3 separate regions of the Macaca mulatta genome follow, and all the other regions are linked to region 2. A link is a contact called in public Hi-C data. All regions are on one chromosome and are shown on one strand. The core of a region is the stretch at or near the end of the contact, and the rest is flanking DNA. Distances in the headings are between cores, read along the strand shown. Region 1 holds the start of TOMM6 (translocase of outer mitochondrial membrane 6). Region 2 holds the start of BYSL (bystin like). Region 3 holds the start of TAF8 (TATA-box binding protein associated factor 8).

The links. Hi-C and Micro-C count contacts between places; a contact is called where the count stands out from the background.
Region 1: a contact with region 2 is called in a Hi-C map of fetal cortex germinal zone, with 4 times the contacts expected there. The contact joins the promoter of TOMM6 here to the promoter of BYSL in region 2. A contact is called at or near these places in 6 of 14 Hi-C or Micro-C datasets (CD4 T cells, blood, cortical neurons and 3 more).
Region 3: a contact with region 2 is called in a Hi-C map of cortical neurons, with 4 times the contacts expected there. The contact joins the promoter of TAF8 here to the promoter of BYSL in region 2. A contact is called at or near these places in 3 of 14 Hi-C or Micro-C datasets (CD4 T cells, cortical neurons and fibroblasts).

What each region holds. Positions count from the first base shown.
Region 1 is chr4:140,385,586-140,389,556 of T2T-MMU8v2.0, forward strand. It overlaps TOMM6 (translocase of outer mitochondrial membrane 6), which reads right to left and starts at 2,444. Exons shown (of 3, transcript NM_001193443.1): 1 at 2,281-2,444; 2 at 767-871; 3 at 215-538. The coding sequence starts at 2,408. The coding sequence ends at 775. PRICKLE4 (prickle planar cell polarity protein 4) reads right to left here. Exons shown (of 7, transcript XM_077999984.1): 6 at 3,784-3,971; 7 at 2,482-3,343. The coding sequence ends at 2,973. It overlaps USP49 (ubiquitin specific peptidase 49), which reads left to right. Exons shown (of 8, transcript XM_001085366.5): 8 at 1-210.
Region 2 is chr4:140,250,727-140,254,779 of T2T-MMU8v2.0, forward strand. BYSL (bystin like) reads right to left here and starts at 2,794. Exons shown (of 7, transcript XM_001085599.5): 1 at 2,463-2,794. The coding sequence starts at 2,730. MED20 (mediator complex subunit 20) reads left to right here and starts at 3,152. Exons shown (of 3, transcript XM_015136338.3): 1 at 3,152-3,286.
Region 3 is chr4:140,109,577-140,113,159 of T2T-MMU8v2.0, forward strand. TAF8 (TATA-box binding protein associated factor 8) reads right to left here and starts at 1,926. Exons shown (of 9, transcript XM_015136339.3): 1 at 1,863-1,926; 2 at 939-1,095. The coding sequence starts at 1,907. It also overlaps a transcript of CCND3 not described here.

The DNA.
Region 1 (3,971 bases), core at 1,194-3,693, 130 kb after region 2:
CTATGTTGACATCAATGTATGGTTACAGCTTCCTTTTTTTTTTTTTTCCTTCCTTTTAAAATGAAGCAAACCACCTCCATTAAAATCCATGTTTGGGGCTTGTTTTTGTCTCTCAAGTGTGAAATATAAATCATGTTTTTATGATTTTTGTAAATTTTTTTACACCTTGTTTTTGTAAGCAAAAGTTTCTTATTAAAAGAATAAAATGACTGCCTTTGTGTGCGGTATTTATTTCAAATGTTTGTTAAAACAGCACTGTTATTTCTCAGGACAAGAGCAAAGATCACCCCCTGCAGAAGCTTGGGAACTATGTACAGAACTTTATAGAACAGAGGCCATACTTTAGCTTAAGCCTGTCTGCTGACCAGAGAATGGAATTCTGCGTGGACTCAAGGAACAAAAGGAAACTAGGCAGGGAGAGGGAAGAAAAGTGCCCATCTGAATCAAACTTCAGCTGCCATCAGGGCACATCTTGTGGTGGTCACAGATTGTAGGCTGTTTTTTGGAAGATTCGGGTTCAGCACAGGATTCCATTTGTCTGCAATCGGATAAGACAACAGGTGGCATTAGAACTAGAAAAGTATGGGAGGGAAACTGGTAAGAGATACTTAAATCCCTTGCAACATCTGAAAACACATTTAACTAGGAATAGTTAAGGGTTTTACATCACATTCTTTTGTACATTTCGTGAACAGTTGACAGAAAACATTGCTTCTCCCAGTCTCTAGGTCTCCTAAGACACGCAGGGGTGTGGTTCAGTGCTTACCTACTTGGCTACACCCCTGGCTGAGGTGCCATGAGGTCAATGTCACTCAAGTTCCTGGCCAGCCAAACTCCCGCAGCAAAGAGTCCCAAATTTAGTATCAAGTTCCTGGAAAAAAATGTGTTTTACTAACCCTGTGGTCACTGAATCTGTTGTACAGTTAACGAAATGTACTGGGGGAAAAAGCTTCCATCACCACCACCTTCCCGAGGTGTTAATACATGGTTGTGACATGGCAGGTTGCTCAAGACCCACGTGGGAATTTGGAGTTTATTTTTGTGCCTAATAAATGTAAGATAAGTCTGGGTGAGGTGGCTCACACCTGTAATCCCAGCACTTTGGGAGCCCGAGGCAGGCGGATCCCGAGGTCAGGAGTTCAAGACCAGCCTGGCCAACATGGTGAAACCCCGTCTCTACTAAAAATACAAAAATTAGCTGGGTGTGGTGGTGCGCGCCTGTAATCCCAGCTACTGGGGAAGCTGAGGCAGGAGAATCACTGGAATCCGGGAGCCGAGATTGCAGTGAGCTGAGGTCGTGCCACTACAGCCTGGGTGACAGAGCGAGACTGTCTCAAAAAGAAATAAATGTGGCCAGACGGGGTAGCTCACGCCTGTAATCCTAGCACTTTGGGAGGCCGAGGCGGGTGGATCAAGAAGTCAGGAGTTTGAGACCAGCCTGCCCAAGATGGTGAAACCCCGTCTCTACTAAAAACACAAAAATTAGCTGGGTGTGGTGGCGCGTGCCTGTAATTCCAGCTACTGGGGAGGCTGAGGCAGGAGAATCACTTGAACCCGGGAGGCGGAAGGGACAGTGAGCCGAGATCGCGCCTCTGCACTCCAGCCTGGGTGCCAGAGCGAGACTCCGTCTCAAAAAAAAAAAAAGAAAAGTAAGATCCGCAAAGCCCAGCGACAGCACTAGTCCAGCGCCAAAAAAGCCTGTTTACGTGCTGGCACCTCTTCCCTTGATCAGGGTGACATACAGATACAGCCACACGAACGAAAGATCGCTTTTGCCACACGGGAACTCTCCCTCCTGGCCAAGGACCTCAGTGACGCACAGGCAGAGCTACGAGGACGCCACAATGCTGGCAATGTTAAAAAACAAAAACAAGGCCGGGCGCGGTGGCTCACGCCTGTAATCCCAGCACTTTGGGAGGCCGAGGCGGGCGGATCACGAGGTCAGGATATCGAGACCATCCTGGCGAACATGGTGAAACCCCGTCTCTACTAAAAATACAAAAAAATTAGCCGGGCGTCGTGGCGGGCGCCTGTAGTCCCATTTTCTAGGAAGGCTGAGGTAGGAGAATGGCGTTAACCTAGGAGGCGGCGGAACTTGCAGTGAGCGGACATCGCGCCACTGCACTCCAGCCTGGGCGACAGAGCGAGACTCCGTCTCAAAAAAAACAAAAACAAAAAACCAAAAAAACAAAAACAAAAAACCCTGAGGCGCCAGCCTCGCGAGAAAGGGGAATACCGACGTAAGGGCCAGAGAAGGACCAAGTTCTTGGGCTCGGTTACCTCCGGAAGTCATTCCTATCTGTGGCAAAGCGGTAGACGCCCCGAAGCCAATCTCCCACGTTGTCCGGTATTTCGGGAGTTTCATTAGCCGAGCCAGCAGCGCTCACCGGGACCCCGCTGGAAGCCATAGTAGGAACCTTCGCATGGGCCGCGGTGGAGGAACCGTATCAGCGTCGCGGGTGAATGACGCACCTCCGGTTTGGCACTTCCGGCTGCTACCAACCGGCAGGGGAGCGCTGTTCGCTTAGTCCGACATCCGGAAGAGGGACGGCACCCTGCTGCGCGTCCACGAACTCTAGGAGGGGAGGAGCGCGGCCCGGCTCTACGGTCCCCTGCTCCCGGTCCCACCTCCGGCTCTCCAGCCGGTAACCGTCACGCGTGCTATGATCATTTAATTGGCTCGGGAGGAGGATGGTGGGGACGGGGCTGTCCCAGCCTGTGGAGGTGGGGGTAGGGGCTATCTCAGCAGGGGAAGCGTAACTTTGGGGAATGGGTTTTGCCAAGAAAGTCTCCACCAAAAGTCCTAACGCGCTGTGCTGAAGGGGGCGCACTCCAAACTTGTCACCTCGCCGCCTCTCGCAGGCGTGCGCCTGACTGCGTCTCAGTCTAGGATTGTTAGGGGAGGCTAGCCTTGTTCTCCCGCTTTACAGACCCCTTTCCTCCCACTCACACCCCCTCTCTGAGCTGCGCCACTAGCACATGGTGCAGTGCTTCTTAGAGGCGTTGCTGTCCTCTGCTTGGAGGCTTCCGAGGATTTTCCAGGACAGGGGAAGGCGCTCGCCTAAGAAAAAGCCTTCAGGTTCCGAGTCAGAGGAGGAGGAGCAGGTGGAGAAAGGGGTGTCCTTGGAATCACAAAGAGTCTCCAAGCGGCACTGCTCCTGCCCTTTGGGTGCCTCCGCTTTTTCCCCAGGTCGGTTCTCCTGCTGGGGACTGGATCCAGGCAGCCCCGTCTGAGTTTGCAGGCAGGAACCGCCGGCGGCAGCGAGAAGGAGTGTTCGGGAGAGGGTCGCAGAGTTCACCGAGGTTTGGTCCCTTCCTCCAGTTCGGTCTGGTCCAGTCTCCCCTGTTCCGGGCCGGGTCGGAAACGCTGGTCTCAGAGATGCGGAGCTGGACCTCCACCGCAGCTAGCGGGGGTGAAGCCCAGCCTCTCGCCCCGCCCAGCCCAGCCCCTGGGCCGTGCGCGCCGCCGCCACCGCCGCCGCCGCGAGTCCTCGCCAGGGTCCCCCGCCTCCACCAGAGGGCGGCCGCGTCCCGCGCCTGGGAGGGAGTCCGGCGCCGCAACCCCGACCGCGGCGCGGGGTGGGTTCGGGAGGCCCTCGGAACGCTCCGGCCAGGGACGCGCGGTGAGAGCTGCGGGCCCCGAGGCTCGGATCTGGGGGGTGCGGTGGGGGTGCTCCTGGAGGGGCGGGACGGCGTGGGACCGGGGCGAGGGTCCCAGCCCGGGAGAACCCCCACAGCCCAGCCCAAGCTCCCTCCCGCTTTGCTCTGCATCCTCTCCCTTACCAAGGAATGTCTGCCCTTCCAGTGCCCCGGCCCAGCTCGAGCCTGCATCCGAGTAGCGGTTCTCGAAGCAGCTGGGGCAGCAGGGGCTTCCCCCAGGCAGGGCATAACGTCCCCCGCCCAGAGGCCCGGCGCAGTCCTGGCAACAGAAGTGGTTCTCATGCCAGTGATGTCCCTCTGCCTCGGTGCAG
Region 2 (4,053 bases), core at 1,544-4,043:
ACATGGCAAAACCCCCATCTCTACTAAAAATACAAAAAAAAAATATTAGCTGGGCGTGGTGGCAGGCGCCTGTAATCCCACCTACTTACGAGGCTGAGGCAGGAGAATCACTTGAACCCAGGAGGTGGAGGAGTCGAGATCACAGCATTGCACTCCAGCCTAGGCAATGGAGCGAGACTCTGTCTCAAAAAAAAAAAAAAAAAAAAAAAAAAAAAAAGTACTATGAAAAAAGATAGGGCAGAAATATTGGAAGTATGGAGATGGAGTAGAGTGCTGCAATCGTAAATGGAGTAGATAGGCCTCTCTGAGAAAGTAACCCTACAAGTGTATGAGAACAAACTATCCCAGAGAGAAGGAACAACCAGGCCAAACGCTCTAATTTCCCATGTTTAAGGCACAACGAAGCCTGTATAGGTGGAGTGGAATGCGCAGAGGAAAGCAGTGGAAGAAGTCAGACTGGTAAAGGAGGCAGATCATAAAGCGCATTGTAGACCACTGTAATCCCCTACCTGTGGAGTGCTTTGTAGAGAGTATGAGATATGGCAGGGTGCAGTAGCTCACACCTGTAATCTCAGCACTTTGGGAGGCCAAGGAAGAGAGGATCACTTGAGCCCAGGAGTTTGAAACCAACCTGGGCACCACTGTGAGACCTCATCTCTACAAATAATTAAAGAATTAGTGGCTGGGTGAGGTGGCTCACATCTGTAACCCCAGCATTTTGGGAGGCTGAGGTGGGCGGATCACTTGAGGTCAAGAGTTCAAGACCAGCCTGGCCAATATGGTGAAACCCCATCTCTACTGAAAATACAAAAATCAGCTGGATGTGATGGCTCATGCCTGTAATCTTCGCTACTAAGGAGGCTGAGGCAGAAGAACTGCTTGGTCCTAGGTGGCAGAGGTTGCAGTGAGTTGAGATCGTGCCACTGCACTACAGCCTGGGCCGTCTCAAAAAAGAACAACAACAACAAAAAAAAGAATTAGTTGGACATGCTGGCACACACCTGTGGTCCCAGCTATGTGGGAGGCTGAGGTGGGAAAGATAGCTGGAGCCCAGGAGATTGAGGCTGTAGTGAGCTATGATTGTGCCACTGCACTCTAGCCTGGGTGACAGAGTGAGAGACTCTATCTCAAAAAAAAAAAAAAGAAAAAGAAAAAAAGGAGAATATGAGATACTAACGAGGAGGCTACTGTGATAATCCAGGTGAGAGATTGTGGTGGCTTCAACAGGATGGTGTTCCAAAGCGGTGAAAAGTGGTCTGATTTTGAATATACTTTGAAGGCAGAGTCATCAGAATTTTCTTACAGATCAGATGTGGGGAGGGAGAGACAGAGAGAGGAGATGGGGCGGGGGAGAGAGGGAGAGACGGGGAGAGAGAAATACAGGAGTCTAAAGTTTGTCTTGAGCAAATGAAAGAATACGCTACTGACGGGGAAGACAATGGTGAGAGAAGCAGGTTTGGAGAGGTCAAGATTTCTGTTTTGTACATGTTAAATTTGAGCTGTCAGATTTTAAATTGGAGTTGCCAAATAGGCAGTTGAATATAAGAATATGGATTTCATGGAAGAGGTCAGGGCTAGACTATAAAGTTAGGAGTAGTCACCCAAGAGATGGTATTTAAACCACGAAACTTGCCAGCACCAGAGAATATTTGAAGAGGTCAGAGGACTGAGGATAAGAGGTTGCAATAGGAGTCAGTCAAGGATACTGAGAAGTGAGGTGGCAGTAAAACAGGAGTGTTGATGTCTTAAAACCCAAGTAAGGATACTGTGGCCAGGAGGCCACTATTCAATTGCGTCAAATATTGCTTTAGATGAGATCTGGAAAACGGATGAAGCATCTCAGAGGTCAACACTCCCTCCCTAGCGAGAAAATATCAAACGTCTTTCATCTCTCTCCCTCTTTGGCTGCTAAACAATGTGTTTTCTGCTCATAACACTTCCCATTCGTTTTTCAGTTCTCAACTTAAAAGGTCCTGCTGCAATCGGAGAAGCTTCTCAAGACCAATGCTATTGTTACCAGGGAAGCGACACTTTATCATAGAAAAATATTATTCTAAGAGTCTACTTAATTGACTCTCTACTGGGCTTGACTGTAAGGTCCTTAAGTCAGACGTGCCTATGTTGTTTACTTCTGTACCCAAACATTCGATAGAACTCCGAGCATAGTACAAAGCTCGTAGTGGGTATCCCATATATATTTACAAAACCAATGGATAAATGCTAGGGTGGAGCGAGCGATTACTGTTGGCCTAACTTAGGGGATGTGTAGAAGGGAGTGCCTAAAACTAGGAGTGGACGCGGAGGGCTCTGAACAGGGTTCAGTTTCCCATTCCATTACTTTTGCAAGTGTAATACGGACCCTTTGTTGACTCGAAGCAATTCCCCTGCCAGACACTTTTTAGCTGTCCACCCCGCCCCACTACTGGCCACTGTCTTCCTCGGATCTCATCCCAGACACTCACCCAGCCGCGTGGTGCGTTCCCGCGACGCCGCGGGCTTGTCCCCAGTCCCATGCTCGGCCTCGAGCTCCTCCTGTTGCTGCCGTGCTTGCTGCAAAATCCGCCGGCTCAGCCGGGGTCCCACATACTCTTCCTCCGTTTCTCCGGTCCTGCGACCCCGCCGCTTCTCCCGGACCCCTGCCCGCACCGCATTCCCAGCCAGGATCTGATCGGCCAGGGGCGCATGTTTTTCCTGACCCCCGACCCCACGGGCCGCCTTCAACTTGGGCATTTTTCTCGAAAACGTTGCCGCGGAGGTTCGCACGTGGGGACGGCGAAAAAGCCAGATTGCGCTTGCGCGGTGGACTCCCGGCTCTCAAGAGGCCACGCGGCGATCACAGCGCCCCCTAGCATTCGGAGGCCAGAAGCACCATCAGCGCCGCCCCTCCCACTAAAAGAGCTCCCGGGTTCCGGAGCTGGACTCCCCAATATATTCACAGCCTTTAACGTTAGCTTCTCTCAACAGTGCAGTCTTTGAGTGTCGCTCTTAGCTTCATGGGTCTAGGCCTAGAGTGCTCAGCCAAACGAGAATGTCTGGATTTAGAAACCTGTGGGCGGGAATCCGCAGATGATGTCACTGGAGGTGTCACCGAGTGGCCCTGAGACCCGCCCCACTCCTTGGGGAAGGCGTGGACCCGGCGCTCTGTTTTTACGTATTTCCGGAGTCTCTTCCGAGACCGAAGGTTGTGTTGGGGAACTGAAGCAGTTTCTGTGGGCGGATAGGGAACCCTGCGTTTCTACCGTGTGATCCGGCCGCCTTCCTGGCCCGACGCCATGGGAGTGACTTGGTAGGACTGCAGGGGGTTTTGTGGGGCGGAGCTTGGAGTTGTGAAGGGCCGAAAAGAGGACCTTGACCGTGGTCCGCCGTCCCCTGGGAGCTGTCCTCGGGTTGTGTGGATGAGAGGATGCCGTGCGAGCCGCGGGTTCCCCGGCCTTGTTTCCTCGGAGATGCGCCCCTTCCTCTTGGAAGGCGGGAAAGCAAAGCGAAGTTTTTTTTTTTTTTTTTTTTTCTTTAAGACGGAGTCTCGCTCTGTCGCCAGGCTGGAGTGCAGTGGTGCGATCTTGGCTCACTGCACCCTCCGCCTCTTGGGTTCAAGCGATTCTCCTGCCTCAGCCTTCCGAGTAGCTGGGACTACAGGCGCCCACCACCACGCCCGGCTATTTTTTGTATTTTTAGTAGAAATGGGATTTCACCATATTGGCCAGGCTGGTGTCGACAAAGCAAAGTTTTTTTTTGTTTTTTTTTTTGTTTGTTTGTTTGTTTTTGAGACGGAGTCTCGCTCTGTCACCCAGGCTGGAGTGCAGTGGCCGGATCTCAGCTCACTGCAAGCTCCGCCTCCCGGGTTCACGCCATTCTCTTGCCTCAGCCTCCCGAGTAGCTGGGACTACAGGCGCCTGCCACCTCGCCCGGGTAAGTTTTTTGTATTTTTAGTAGAGACGGGGTTTCACTGTGTTAGCCAGGATGGTCTCGATCTCCTGACCTCGTGATCCGCCCGTCTCGGCCTCCCAAAGTGCTGGGATTACAGGCTTGAGCCACCGCGCCCGGCCGACAAAG
Region 3 (3,583 bases), core at 676-3,175, 140 kb before region 2:
AGTGCATGGCTATGATTCCAGCTACTTGAGAGGCTGTGGCAGGAGAATTGCTTGAACCCAGGAGGCGGAGGCTGTAGTGAGCTGAGATTGTGAAACTGCAGCACCCCAGCCTGGGCAACAGAGTGAAACTCTTTTGTCTCAAAAAAAAAAAAAAGTGGCTTTTCCCCTTCATTCTTTGTATCACACAATCTAGCATTTGATTACATAATGTGATGATATCTATTGCATGGGGAATTAGCCCTGACTCCCCAACAAAAGTCCTTAAGGGCACCCATAACTCACCAAGAGCTTATAATCTCCCCAGCACTGAATGTTTTATATATATATCTCACTTACATTTGCAACTCCATGAGGTACAAACTGTTATCTCATTTCACAAATGAGGAAATTGAGGTTCAGGAGATTCAGTGGCTTGCCCAAGCTATTAAGTGACAGAGTGATGATGTACACCCAAGTCTATCTGATTCTAAAGCCCGTAAGTCACTTCATTATGCTCTTTTCTGTTTTTGTTGTTGGGGACGGAGCCTCACAGGCTGGAGTGCAGTGGTAAGATCTCAGTTTACTGTAACCTCTGCCTCCCAGATTCAAGCAATTCTCCTGCCTCAGCCTCCCGAGTAGCTGGGATTACAGGCACCAGCCACCACGCCCAGCTAATTTTTTTTTGTATTTTTTAGTAGAGACGGGGTTTCGTCTTGAACTCCTGACTTCAGGTGATTCACCCACCTTGGCCTCCCAAAGTACTGGGATTACAGGCGTGAGCCACCGCGCTCAGCCCATTATGCTCTTTTCTCAACTTTTTACATTAAAAAAAATTTTTTTTCTCCCCTCTTAAGAAAAAAGTTTATCTTTTTCTTAAATCCTCTCAAACACTATCACAAAGCAGGGCACTGAACTGATGTTGGGGTTGACTCCAAGGACTAGTGTTTCTGTGTACTCACAGCTCTGCAGCATCTCTGTCAGCGTTTCCACGGATGCTTTCTCAGCACTCTCAAACCCTGCCTCTGTCAGCAAGGAGCTCACAACCACCTGCAGGGTTCTCCTCCGGGCCAGATGATAGTTATCGGCAGGGTTAGTGGACTGTTTACTTCCCGATCTCTGTGAAGCAGCAGCCCAGAAAGATTTTCATCCACAGGAGAAGGATGCAATCACATAGTTCATACGTGGTCAATGGCAAACAAAGTTCTTTTACTACTTTTATTTTAAAAATCAGTGCTTAATGTTTAGATTTACAGATCTTGGCCAACTGAGTAAAAATTGAGCACCCAAGGTGCTTTAAATACAGAGACTACTTTTCCGCCCACCTAAAAAGTACGGTCCCAATGAGATAAAATAGCAGGTCTTTTACTTTCTACTTTAGCAGATTATTAGAATACACAGCTGAAGAAACACGCATGATGGGATTAAGACCTGTCCCCCAGAAAAAATAGGATCCCTCTCTTGTGCCCCCCATCTTCACACCATTTCATTGAAAGGGAAAATGAAAACAGTAACAAGAGGTGACGGCGAGGAGGACAAAAGAAAACAGCACGAAAAAGTAAGAAAGCTAAATGTTTTGAAACGGGAATGCCTTTCAACTTTGGCCGGCCAATAAGAAGGCGAAAATGGCATGTTCGGACCAATCAGGGGGTGTTCCGGGTTCCCAACCCCCAACAGCAAAGGAGCCAATCAAGACACAGGTCCGCCAACTCCGGCGGCCGCAGCCAAGTCCCAGGGAGGGGGCGCGTACGGCCTGAAAAGACCCTCCGCCAGTCGGAGCTCATGATGGGGCTGGATTTATGGGGCCTAGCTTGTTGCTCAGTCTAGGGGAATGTTGCAGGATACCCAAACTCTCTCGGCTCCGGGTCCGCGCTTCTTGCCCTTACCGTTCCAGAGCCGCCGGCCCCAGCTGTGGCCGCCGCGTCGGCCATCTTGCTCTGGCGTAGTGTGCGCGAGCGCGGGGCGCGATGGGACTTGTAGTCGCGGGGCGGGACGGGGCGGGGCGGCGTGCGCCCCTTGGTTTTCCGAAGCCCAGTCGGTTGGGGGACGCCTGCGGTGACCCCGGCTCACGTGACTTTTTTTTTTTTTTTTTTTTTTTTTTTTTTTTTTTTAAGATAACAGAGTCTTCTCTGTCTCCCAGGCTAGAGTGCAATGGCGCGATCGCCACCTCCCGGGCTCAAGCGATCCTGCCGCCTCAGCCTCCGGAGTAGCTGGGATTACAGGCGGGCACCACCACGCCCCGCTAGTTTTTGTATTTTTAGTAGAGACCGAATTTCGCCATGTTGGCCAGGCTGGTCTCGAACTCCTGGGCTCAAGCAATCCGCGGCCTCGGCCTCCCAACGTGCTGGGATTACAGGCTTGAGCTACCGCACCCGCCTCACGTGACCTTTTGAAAGTGAAGTGTTCTGGGGCCTTCAGTGGCTTGGTTGTGGACCGGGAAAACGCGCTGGGTTTCACTGAGTTAAAAGAAACCTATTTTAATATGAAAATCGGTTCTTGTAAAGAGCACACTCCTGGAAGGACCCAGGAGGTCAACTACACTTGCAGGGTTTTCCAAACTTGTCTGATTATTAGCAACACCTGGCTGGGTCCAGCCCAATCCCAGTGACTTCACTCTGTGGAAGAGGGACTTGGGAATCTTTCTCATTAAGGAGCTCCCCAGATGATTCTCCTGAGCAGGTAATGTTGGGAAACACTGGAGCATCCAGCTTCGTGATTTTGTGCTGAGGGCCGCCCAGCCTGTCAATGGCCCACTTGGAGTAGAGCCTGGACTACCTACTCCAAGTCTGTCGCTGCATCCTGCTGCCTTCGCGCCCTCAACCCGCAAGTATTTGCGAGGCAAGTCTGGGTGGGGCGGGAGACTTGTCCCTTGCCGCCTCACTCCCAGGGCGTGGGGTGCCCGCGGCTGCCAGTTGTTTTCTACCTGGCCTGTCAGCCCCTCTGGCTGCACCGTAATCGTCCCCATTTGCAGTTGCCTGGCAGGACGCAGACTCTGGGTTTGAATCCTAACACTAGCCAGCTGTGGTACTTCGGGCACTTGACCTAATCCTCAGTGTGTCTCAGTTTCCTCTTCTGTAAAACTGGGGGTAAGATGGGATGATACACAGAAAGGGTCTGTCATAGTGCCTGACGTGTAGTAAGAGTCAAGAAATTGGCCGGGCGCGGTGGCTCACGCTTGTAATCCCAGCACTTTGGGAAGCCGAGGCGGGTGGATCACCTGAGGTCAGGAGTTCGAGACCAGCCTGACCAACATGGTGAAACCCTGTCTCTACTAAAAGTACAAAAAATTAGCCGGGCGTGCTGGCAGGCGCCTGTAGTCCCAGCTACTCCGGAGGCTGAGGCAGGAGAATCGCTTGAATCCGGGAGGCGGAGGCTGCAGTGAGCCGAGATCGCGCCACTGCACTCCAGCTTGGGCGACAGAGGGAGACTCCGTCTCAAGAAAAAGAAAAAGAAATCGCTCCTCATGATTTTGTTTACTTCCTGGATAGCACGTGGAGGAGTTGCGAACGCCAGGAGGCAGCGGTCTGGGAACCCGTGCCGCCCCGGCCGGTCGCCCACACTGAGCCTCTGTGGCGCCCCGCCCCCTCACCTATGCCGTGTGGGGCGG